Regions from separate parts of the Mus musculus genome. Here all the other regions are linked to region 1. Evidence: chromatin contacts called from public HiChIP or PLAC-seq data. All regions are on one chromosome and are shown on one strand. Each heading gives the region's core, a stretch centred on a gene start, on an enhancer-like site or on the middle of the called end of the contact. The rest is flanking DNA. Distances are from core to core; before and after follow the strand shown. Region 1 overlaps Cpm (carboxypeptidase M). Region 2 has its middle 22 kb from the start of Gm51783. Region 3 has its middle 40 kb from the start of Gm51783.

What was found. HiChIP or PLAC-seq counts read pairs in DNA pulled down with a chosen protein or histone mark.
Region 2: an H3K4me3 HiChIP or PLAC-seq map of forebrain shows a contact between it and region 1, with 3 times the contacts expected there. The contact joins two enhancer-like sites. A contact is called at or near these places in 9 of 39 promoter capture datasets (embryonic stem cells, epiblast stem cells, frontonasal cranial neural crest and 6 more), 28 of 484 Hi-C or Micro-C datasets (DN3 thymocytes, the G1E-ER4 cell line, the HPC-5 cell line and 18 more), 20 of 115 datasets of contacts at active chromatin or transcription factors (the 230-238 cell line, CD8 T cells, SST interneurons and 14 more) and 3 of 9 other capture datasets (adipose tissue, liver and pancreatic islet).
Region 3: an H3K4me3 HiChIP or PLAC-seq map of embryonic basal ganglia shows a contact between it and region 1, with 2.3 times the contacts expected there. The contact joins two enhancer-like sites. A contact is called at or near these places in 2 of 15 datasets of contacts at CTCF or cohesin (CD8 T cells and large pre-B cells), 5 of 484 Hi-C or Micro-C datasets (B cells, bone marrow-derived macrophages, cerebral cortex and 2 more), 15 of 115 datasets of contacts at active chromatin or transcription factors (CD8 T cells, T-cell acute lymphoblastic leukemia, craniofacial prominence and 11 more) and 3 of 9 other capture datasets (adipose tissue, liver and pancreatic islet).

What each region holds. Positions count from the first base shown.
Region 1 is chr10:117,673,959-117,677,692 of GRCm38.p6, reverse strand. It overlaps Cpm (carboxypeptidase M), which reads right to left. Exons shown (of 9, transcript NM_027468.1): 7 at 1,601-1,753. Among named protein-coding and RNA genes, the nearest start is that of Gm25709, 13 kb to the right of the region's middle. Within about 2 kb of position 1,867, at least 87 of the 459 cell types and tissues checked have an H3K27ac peak or open chromatin away from gene starts, as enhancers often do. A contact at or near this core is called in SST interneurons, embryonic basal ganglia and forebrain, where this site is marked.
Region 2 is chr10:117,476,536-117,480,269 of GRCm38.p6, reverse strand. No RefSeq gene overlaps it. Among named protein-coding and RNA genes, the nearest start is that of Gm51783, 22 kb to the right of the region's middle. Within about 2 kb of position 1,924, at least 35 of the 459 cell types and tissues checked have an H3K27ac peak or open chromatin away from gene starts, as enhancers often do. A contact at or near this core is called in SST interneurons and forebrain, where this site is marked.
Region 3 is chr10:117,494,455-117,498,188 of GRCm38.p6, reverse strand. No RefSeq gene overlaps it. Among named protein-coding and RNA genes, the nearest start is that of Gm51783, 40 kb to the right of the region's middle. Within about 2 kb of position 1,903, at least 5 of the 459 cell types and tissues checked have an H3K27ac peak or open chromatin away from gene starts, as enhancers often do. A contact at or near this core is called in embryonic basal ganglia, where this site is marked.

The DNA of each region.
Region 1 (3,734 bases), core at 618-3,117:
GCCTTTCAGATGAGTCACCATCTTAGACACACAAACTTCCTAGCACTTGGTGAACTCTTTCAATGAATGAACAGCGTGGCAGAGACCAGGGAGTGTCTATATAGGAGCATTTGCCCTCATCACCTACAGACAGTTCTCTCTGACATCATCACCTACAGACAGTTCTCTCTAACATCATCACCTACAGACAGTTCTCTCTGACATCATCACCTACAGAGACAGTTCTCTCTGACATCATCACCTACAGAGACAGTTCTCTCTGACATCATCACCTACAGAGACAGTTCTCTCTGACATCATCACCTACAGACAGTTCTCTCTGACATCATCACCTACAGAGACAGTTCTCTCTGACATCATCACCTACAGAGACAGTTCTCTCTGACAGCAGGCAGGGCACTAATGTGGAGCAAGACTTTCTAATAAGTAGCAACAACCACATCAGTATTTTGAAATAGTTTCTTTTTTTTTTTTTAAAGTCAGAAAAAAATATTCCTGTCTTAAACCACAAGGGGGCAGGATTGACGTGCTAATAAACCTACTGTTATCTGAGTTCTCAGCAGATTACAGGGACAGGCGGGTGGAAAAATATTCTTGATACGGCCTAATTAAATGGACTCATAAACTCAATATACCATTGCCAACGATGCTTATGCTATTATTTATTACTTATTATTTATCGGGCTGCACAGCTTCTGCACACTAATACCGTATTAAACATGGCATGCGAAGCTGGCCCTGATTCAGCGCTCTGTGGATCATCCCATCATCCCGATGGCTAGATTAAAAGGCGACAGAGAGGGCAGCGAGGGGCAGAGACATATTCATGTCTTGTTACACCTCCTTGATGATAGTGACGAAGGGTGACTTCACAAAAGAATTCAGAGTGACTTACTAAAGAATCAGTATCGGGAGAGCCTTAATGGATGATGGTTCAGTTATTCCAGGACTCACGGGAAAAGGCCAGCGGAAACTGAAATGTCAGAATAACAACCAAGGACCCAGCACGGTGATTACGTAAGGTGGAGGGAGCCAATGATATGTTTGTAATGTTATAAAGGTGCCGGCAGCACTCGGTTTTATTTTCAAATTTTTACATTTGCTTATTTACATATTTATTGTCTTGGGGAGGCCCCCGTGCTCTATGGCATAAGAGTTTGGAGGTCAGAGGACAGTAGTCAGGTCTCTCCTTCCACCCTGTGGGCTCCCAGGATGAACGGAGGGCACCAGGCTTGGCGCAGGCGCATTTACCTGCAGAGCCACGCAGCGGGCTACAACTAGGCTTCTGATTGAAGATGTTGCAAGAGTACATCCGGTTTTCCTGATCTTTTTGCCAGATTTGCATATCATTCCATATGTAAAATTGGGGGAACTCTGGGCTTTTACGCCCTCAAAACAAGTGACTCATCCTCTCTTACGAACGAACAGCTAAGCCTAGCATCTCTCACACACTGTAGATAACACGTTGAGAATTCAAACCCTTAGTCCTGGCATAGAAAACCAGGTCCAGCCCCAAGTCCCCGGAGGAGGTTTTGTATATGCTCGACGCAAAGGTTCTACCCACGCTGTGAGTGTTAACAAGAAGATATAGGACACAAACCTAGGTGCACCTGTTTTATATATTCGATCAAAGAGGCTTTGTTATCGTTCCAAAAGAGCGGCAGCTTCTCCTCGCGAGGATATTTACAGCACGACAGCTCCAGGGTAATTTCAAAGCACTGGGCCCAGATGTAGTTGTAATCTTGCATTCCCCCTGCAAAGCAAGCACATCTCATTTTTGTTAAGGACCAGTGGTGGAAGGGAGCCAAGTATCACGTGCCCGGGAGACGAGCGAATGAGAAAAAGAGGCATTGGCTGTGAATTAACACATCCGTCACGTGGGGCTTCACAACTCATCACGTGATCAGACAGACACGGGGTCCCGTGAGGTAGCTGGGGTGCAGCTGACTGAAACTCAGTTATGCACCAAAATTAAGTCAGAGATGGGAAATGATTTCCCCCTCCCTTAAAATCCTACATTTCAAGAGCACCCCTCCCCCTTAAATTGCATTCTAACTAGAAAGGAGTAGGGGCGTGGTTAGAGGGTAGAGGCTACATTTTATGTGGGTACAGGCTGTTTTTAAGAAGAGGTTCAGAGGAGGACAGGACACGGTGTAAATGGGGCACTCATGTTCTCAAAGACATTTTAAGTTAAAAATATTGCAAAAAGGAAAATTTAGTTTATTGACTCTACTGCAAAAAGGTAGTGGGATAAACAGGCTGGGAAAGACAGCAGAATATGATTGTTTTTTAAAGTATTTCTGTAGGGCTGGAAAGACGGATACTGGTACTTTCCCAGCAAACTTGAGTTCGGTGCCCAGTACCCGCATCAGGTGGCTCCAGGCCAGGGGATTTGACCCCTTTCTTTTGGTCTCCTGCACACATGTGGCATAGACTCACACAAACATACACGCATACACAAAAAACAAAACGAAAAAAGCAGATCTTTAAAAATATTTCTGTAAACTATAAAATTAATTAAACTAAAATCAGAGACACTGGTTTTAGAGGAATAATAATAATGTTTATATTACTGAGTTTTCAGGGGTTGTTTTTTTAGATTCTTTCCTAAGATCTTTATGCCATCTCATGGAATCTGTCTGAACAGTCCTTGAGGGCAGCAGGTCCAGGGACTCCTGCCCATGGGTGGCAGAGAGCAGGGTGCAGCCTTGTGGCTTTGGTCTTCTTTATGACAAGATGTCTCTGAGACTCAGAGAAGATGCTACTGACTTTAGGAAGGCTCAGACACAGGTGCGTGTGGCTTCCAGCTGTCACTGCTCTTGTGTGCTTTATAATTCTTTGACATTAGGAGACCCTAAATTCAAAGGGTTATAGTTACTGTGTATTTTACAGGGCATGAAATTTCGTATATGACATCTCTGGATTTATGTGTCTTAAAATTTCATGTCTGAAAAATGTGTATTTAACAGAGAGGATTTTATTTCCTGGTGGTATGTTATATTTTATACGAATGACAGCTTAGATTTGATGAAATGAAGTCCCCCCCCCCCCCACTCCTCTTCTCTTTCTGTAATATATACTGAGCTCTAGCCAGAATCTCATTATACCAGTTCAGTGGTCCACCACCAAGCCACACCATCAGCCCTATAGTAACTTTGAAGGAAGTAGATTACACCTTATTACACACAGTATCTGATCTGGTTTGAATGTGAAATGCCCTTCCATAGGATCATGTGTCTGGGCACTCAGTCCTTGGCTGCTCCTGGCAGAGGCAGGGCCACAGTGATAGGGCTAGCAGGTGGCATCTGTCCCTGGTCTCCCAGTGACCTCTGTTTCCCCTGTTTCTACCAATCATGCAAGTGTAAGGTAAATGATGCTCTGTCAGGCACTTTGTCCCAGCAATCAAACCAGTAACCAGTACAGTACCCACCCCAGAGAACACATGTGCTCTAACAGGCACTGGAAAAGTTTAAGTTAAACAAAATGCTCAAGGGATAGAGAGATGGCTCAGGGCGTAAGAGCACTGTCTGCAGTTACAGAGGACCCAGGTTTGGTTCCTAGCACCCACAGCTCACAACACACTGTAACTCCAGCTCCAGGGGTGCTGACTCCCTCTTCTGGCTGCTGTGGCACATGTGGTTTGCAGACATACATGAAGGCAAAAATACTCATATATATATATATATATATATATATATATATATATATATATATATAAAACCAAAATCCACAAA
Region 2 (3,734 bases), core at 675-3,174, 200 kb after region 1:
TTTTGTTAATCAAGATAAGGCATCTACCATAGGCAGATGTGACCGAAAGACTGAGCTCCGGCTCAGCACAGAGACCCCACCATGCCTGCGGAACACACAGGTAAAGATGTCGGAAGGCAGCCAGACATGAAGGTCTGCCTGGTCCGGGAGACACAAGGTCATTGGAGACAAAAACTTGGAGACTCTTTAGTGAATCAAAGAACAGTGGAGGAACGGGGGTGAAGTGTTAAAGGAACTAGCGGGGGACACGGAGTTGGTGAAGGAGCAGGGGTTGTGTGTTTTTACTTTTGTAGTACAGGCTCACCCATGTAGCCCAGGCTGGCTCTGAATGGGCAGTGATTTTCCTGTCTCAGCCCTAGGTGCTAGAACTGCAGGCACGTGCTACCCACTCCTCAAGGTGAAAGGCTTTTAGGCTGAGCATTGGCTAAGGAGACCAGGAAAAACCTGAGCATGGCGGCTCACTCCTTTAATCCCAACACTCCAGAGGCAGAGGCAGGCACACATCTGTGAGTTTGAGGCCAACTTGGTCCATTTAGTAAGTTCTAGGACAGCCAGGACTCCACAGTGAGATTCAAAATCCAAAGCAAAACAAAAAATAGTTAAGGAAGAAGAACTTCTTTTAAAAGAAAGGAAGGAAGGGAGGGAGGGAGGAAGAAGGAAGGAAGGAAGGAAGGAAGGAAGGAAGGAAGGAAGGGAGGGAGGAAGGAGGGAAGGGAGAAAGGAGGGAAGGGAGGAAGGAAGGAGGGAAGGGAGGAAGGAAGGAGAGAAGGGAGGAAGGAGGGAGGGAAGGGAGGAAGGAGGGAAAGGAGGAAGGAGGGAAGGAAGAGAGAGATAGAGGGGTCAGGAGTCAAATGGTCCAGAAACCCAAAGAGAATTCCTGAGATCTCATTGTCCTTAGAGAGTAGTCTCTGTTTTCTACATTTAAAAGCCCTATCTGAGTTCTCCTCTGGGGAAGATCTGATAGAGCGGTTTACACTAAGATTGTATCTGAGTTCGTGGCACTGGGCTGAGAACAAGCAGTTTTCTTCCCTTTTTTGCCCAAGATATGAAAGAAAATGAAGAACAGAGTGTGGTGCTCTGTGTCAGAAGGAGGGAGGGCAAAGGTGTAGGGGCAGGAGACAGAGGTGGAACCCTTGTCTGTGGTAGCAGGAAGTCAGTAGCCAATGTTCCAAGCTGACTAGTCAAGAGATACTGATAAGAGACATGAAAGTAACCATCTAATCCCGGTATGAACTGCCCCCACCCACAACTGCTTAATAACAACAAATGCAATAATAAAAATGCCAAAATAACTCATTCAACTGTGTGTCCCCGTGCTGGGATTAAGGGGGTGCCCCGCCATTCCCAGCTTTTCATGTTTCATCAAGTCTTTTCATAGCCAAGGAAACCCAAGCTCACGCTGGAGGGTCACCGGTTTGAGTCCAGAACTACAGAGTGAGTTCAGGGCCAACCTAAGCAACTTAATGACACCCTGTCTCAAAGTAAAACGTAAAACCCAAAGTGGAATGGAGATTTAACTCTGCGATGAGAAAGCTTGCCTATCTTGTATAAAGGCCTCCTATATTTCACCCCAATTACTGCCAACAAAACAAACAAAAAGCCAAGAGCAACACTTCCACCACAACCAGCAGTACAAATGTAGGCGTGCTGCTGTTGTGAGCATGCGTGGAGCTGGGGCGGGTGGGTGGGAGGGAGGGCTGTATATTATGGATAGGTTCTCCTTGTACATGCTCCATCACTGAGCCCGGCTTCTCTGGTGTTGCTCTGATACTCCACGTCTGCTGGGTGCGTTACCAGGAGAGAGCAGGATGGAGTCCCTTCATCCCTCTGTGTGGAAACAGCGCCGCCGCCGTTTATGCTCCAAGGTCACACAAAAACTCCTGGAAGCCTGAATCCTGAAGTCTGAACTGCGCATTGGCCGGCCTGTCTCTTTGACCACGGCTGTCTGAATCAGTACAGCGTTCCCGGCTCGCCTTGCAGAATCAGGGCTAGGGTGAACAGGGACGCAGCGTGAACAGTCATGCGTGAAAGCAGCTTACAGCTCAAACAGAAAAGGAGCTGAGGAGGAGGCAGAGACGGAGTATCCGGAGTTAATGACCTCTTTCAGAAGGAACCTGATCCCAAATGTGACTTAATCCCAATAATCAGCTTCTTACCTTTGCCATGGGAATATTGTTGGTTTCTCTTCGGGCCATTCGGGGCGTCTGCAGACATTGTCTGAGCATTTACAACATGTCAGCCATTCCCTAGGCCAGCGGTTTCTCAGTCTTCCCTAGTGCTGTGGCCCTTAATACAGTTCTTCATGTTGTGATGGCCTCCAACTGTAAGATTATTGTTGTGGTCACTTCATAATCGTATTGTTACTACTGTTCTAAATTGTAATGTAAGTATCTGGTGTGTAGGCTAACTGATATGTGACCCCTGTGGAAGGGTCGCTCGACTCCCACTAAGGAGTCACAGCCCACAGTTTGAGCACTGCTGCTCCAGGCCTTGGGGTGGAAGAGGAAAAGTAAGAAAGTCTGGAAAATGGATACAGTCACAAGGATAAAGGTCAGGTGTGGACCATTAAAGAAGTAACCAGGACACTGGTTGTGGTAGCACACAGCTTTAGTAGCACACACACTGGGGAGGCAGAGGCAGATGGATTTTAGTGAGTTCAAGGCTAGCTTGGTCTACAGTGCAAGTTCCAAAAGGGCTACACAGAGAAACCCTGTCTTAAAAAAAAAAAATAAAAAATAAAATAACTTGGAACAAGAGACCGGTCAATGAAAGCAACTACATTGGAGATCTGGACAAGTTATGTAATTTGCTGAGCGCAATGAAAACTGAAAGGGACTCTTATTGAGCAGCTACTAAGAATTTTGAGATGGATCTGGAGAGATAGCTTAGTGGTTAAGAGTACTAACTGCTCTTCCAGAGGTCGTGAGTTCAATTCCCAGCAACCACATGGTGACTCATAGCCATCTGTAATGGGATCTGACGCCCTCTTCTGGTGTGTCTGAAGACAGTGACAGCATACTCACATATATACAATAAATAAATAAACCTTTTTAAAAAATTAATAATTTCTTACCAGTTGGGACATCTTCTGGATATATGCTCAGGAGAGGTATTGCTGGATCCTCCGGTAGTACTATGTCCAATTTTCTGAGGAACCGCCAGACTGATTTCCAGAGTGGTTGTACAAGCCTGCAATCCCACCAACAATGGAGGAGTGTTCCTCTTTCTCCACATCCACGCCAGCATCTGCTGTCACCTGAATTTTTGATCTTAGCCATTCTGACTGGTGTGAGGTGGAATCTCAGGGTTGTTCTGATTTGCATTTCCCTGATGATTAAGGATGTTGAACCAGCCAGAAGCTGGAAAGAACCCAGATGCCCCTCAACAGAGGAATGGATACAGAAAATGTGGTTCATTTACACAATGGAGTACTACTCAGCTATTAAAAAGAATGAATTTATGAAATTCCTAGGCAAATGGATGGACCTGGAGGGCATCATCCTGAGTGAGGTAACACAATCACAAAGGAACTCACACAATATGTACTCACTGATAAGTGGATATTAGCCCAAAACTTAGGATACCCAAGATATAAGATACAAATTGCTAAACGCATGAAACTCAAGAAGAACAAAGACCAAAGTGTGGACACTGTGCCCCTTCTTAGAACTGGGAACAAAACACCCATGGAAGGAGTTACAGAGACAAAGTTTGGAGCTGTGACAAAAGGATGG
Region 3 (3,734 bases), core at 654-3,153, 180 kb after region 1:
ATTCTTCCCCGGGCACAGGGTGGTGTGTGCCAAGTGAGCTAAACCCTTATCTCCCTTGCCATCTACACACCGTGCTGCTAAGCACCAAACTGCTGCTACCCGCTGCATACTTCACGTGCCCCCTCACTCTCCAGTCAAAGCTGACGGGAGTTGAGCTATTATCCATTCACAAGGCGTCACCAAAACCAAACAGTTGGAAGCAAAGTCCAGAAGGGAGCCGTGGCACCAGATCAGGATGTTTGAAGGGCACCGAGGATGGACAGGAGGGTAGAACTCTCTCCAGCTTGGAGAAATCTTACCAAGGCTCTTCTCTGTGAAGATCAAATGGGGTAGTTTTCTGTTTTGGTTTTTAGCTTAGATATAACTTATCCATAGAGTAAAAAGTGTATTTTTAATGTGTGCAACGTGGTTAAAAATGTATGTAGTCTATACCTATGTAACAACCATTCTGTCCATAGGTAAACTGCTTCTGTTCTCCTGTGGTGCTCAATCAGGACCCCTACAGTCTGTAAGCCCTCGAAGGTAACGTCAGTCTGCGGTCCTTCTCCATGGACTTGTTGACCCCGAGCTTCCTGAAGACGGGATCGTGAGCTACTTATGGTACATGTTCTTCTGCTTTGGCCTTCTTTCCCTGGATACTAAGCCTATCGGTTCACAAGCCCTGTTGTGTGAGCACGGATTCATTCTTGTTATTACTGTGTGGCGGCCCATTATACAACCATCCTAGAGTTTATTATCCCATTCTGCTATGGTTGAACAGGTGAGTTGCTTACAGCTTTGTGTTATTAAGAAGAAAGCACCAGGGCTGCAGAGATGGCTCAGAGGTTAAGAGCACTGACTTCTCTTCCAGAGGTCCTGAGTTCAATTCCTAGCAACCACAAGGTGGCTGACAACCATCTGTGATGAGATCTGACGCTCTCTCCTGGGGTGTCTGAAGACAGCTACAGTGTACTTACATGTAATAAATAAATAAACCTTTGGGCTAGAGCAAGTGGGCCTGGAGAGAGAAGAAAAAGTGTCTGAAGACAGCTACAGTGAACTTACATGTAATAAATAAATAAATCTTTCAAAAGAAGAAGAAAGCACCATCAACCTTTGTTGTATATGTGTTTTCTGTTGAGTAGACGACTTCCTCTTCCTCTTCCTCTTCCTCTTCCTCTTCCTCCTCTTCCTCTTCCTCTTCTTCTTCCTCTTCCTCTTCCTCTTCCTCTTCCTCCTTCTCCTCCTCCTCCTTCTTCTTTTTTTCCTCTTGGAAATAGAACCAGGAATGAAATCGCCAGACTGTATGGTGATTTATAATTGACCATTTTCTTGACTTAGTACACTTTACACACCCATCCAACACACATGAGCGAACGTTCCAGTCTGTCCACATTCTCACACTCACTTGGAATTGTCATCCTTTTTTTATGTTCGCCATTCCGTGGGATGTGAAGTGCTGTTCAGCAGAGGGAGACACCGGGGAAGAGCCTCGCCGGCCTCCAGCTCCTCAGTTACCTCCTTACATAAAGCACTCTTTAGTCAAAAAATAGAAGTAGACTACGGATGTTTTAAAGTGTATTTCTCTGGAGCCCAGTGATGCTGACTGGGTACAGCTCTGTATGAACACAGTAGTCACTTAGGATCCATTTCCCAATGAGAGTCACAATGGTTTTAGAAGTCCGTGGGAGGAAATCAACTGCTTTCAGCCTTATTGTCCTCTGCTCTGCCGCTTTATTGTGTTCAATAAATACTTGTGAATTTCCCTGACAAAGTGAGGCTTTCACTCAGTCCCCACTCTATATTCTCCTTAGAGTGCAATCAAATGAACAAGAAATAATGGCACGGCATGCTGTGGCTAGCTCTGGGGTTTCGCCTCATTGAATCCTGGTTTCCCTGAGAACTATTCCAGACTTGGGTTCATCACGTGTGTGTCACGTGATGTGACCCCCTGCGTCTATAAGTTCCATTCACGCACCAGGAGAGCAGCCCAGCACAGAGAGAGGCTTAGAAAGCTCCACTATAGACAGAGAGGACTGGAGAGGATATGCACAGAGTGAAGCAGGAAAGCAGTCAGCGGGCAGTGCAGCAAAGAGACACACGTGGTTCTGGGGTTCCGCTCCTGCTTCCATGGAGCCTCGGCTGCTTTCCTTCCTCACGCCTGTTCTTGGTTCTCTGAAATCCCTCAGAGTCGCCATTTTGAGGGATGCTAATGTGATGGCGCTTTTATTACTCCCTCACACAACTCACTGTGTGAAGGAGCTCTCGAGCTTCCAGGGGTGACCTCCATTCCAAGGCCCCGCCTTCAGGCATACCTTGCAAAATGCTAAATGTTTTACATTAAATTCAGTAAATGATAGGAACGAAATTAAAACTAGGAGAAGACAAAGAGAGAGAGAGAGAAAGAGAGAGAGAGAGAGAGAGAGAGGAAGAAGAAGAAGAAGAAGAAGAAGAAGAAGAAGAAGAAGAAGAAGAAGAAGAAGAAGAAGGAAAGGAAAAGGAAAAGGAAAAGGAAAAGGGAAAGGGAAAAGGAAAAGGAAAAGGAAAAAAAGAGAAAGAAACCATAGGGTCTCAGTTACATTTTTCTTTTCCCTATTGTGGTTCGTTGTTTGTCAACTTAACACAGAAAAGTTATCTGGGAAGAGGAACCTCAATGGAGAAAAAAAAAAAAAAAAAAAGAATGCCTCCATCGAATCTCCTATGAGCCAGTCTTTAGGGCATTTTCTTGATCAGTTTGATAGGAGAGGGCCCAGCCCGCAGGAGGCAGTGCCAACCCTAGGCAGGCAAACCTGGGTTCTATAAGAAAGCAAGCTGAGGCTGGTGAGATGGCTCAGTGGGTAAGAGCACCCGACTGCTCTTCCGAAGGTCTGAAGTTCAAATCCCAGCAACCACATGGTGGCTCACAACCATCTGTAACAAGATCTGACGCCCTCTTCTGGAGTGTCTGAAGACAGCTACAGTGTACTTACATATAATAAATAAATAAATCTTTAAAAAAAAAAAAAAGAAAAGAAAGAAAGCTGAGCAAGTCATGGGAAACAAGCCAGCTAGCAGCATCCCTCCATGGCCTCTGCATCAGCTCCTGCCTCCAGGGTCCAGCAGTGACGGACTTTGATTAAAACATATAAACCAAAGAGATCCTTTCGTCATAGGCAGGTGACTAGAGACACTGTATTTGACCGCGGTGTTTGTCACAGTAATAGAAGGTGGACCAGGACGCCCACTGTGTGCCTTTGCTGCAGTCTTTATCTTCTTTAACTTTCTTTTTCCTCCTTTTTTTCTTGGCTTTGGAAAGCATAGAGTGTCCTCAGAAAAAGAACAGCCATAAAACGGTCTTGCAGCGCGAGTTGATGTTCTCCAAACCCTGGGCTGCTATATTTTTGTTTCCTATGAGAGAGGAGCCCTCTGCAACTATTGACTAAAGAGAAACCGTGCCTTGGTTGAGAGTTTGTCACCTTGTAGAGATAAAGGAATGAACCAGGTCCTCCATGAGCCCAGCCCAGTTGAGAGAGTGAAAGCAAACAAATGGGGGTCACAGCTCTAAATCTTAAGAAACGTGTCTCTTGTACTATTCAACGAGTTTCACAGTCTGGTGGTCTGGCTGTAACCCAGACCTTTGTTTGGAAGATCTCACGGGTCTGTGTACGCAACGTTATCACTATACCACGTGACCGGACCGCCTTCCCCAATGTTACAAAGTGTAAAAAGGCCAGCGGTGAAATCGATCTGAGATTCCAGCCCGAGAAGAGGAGGAA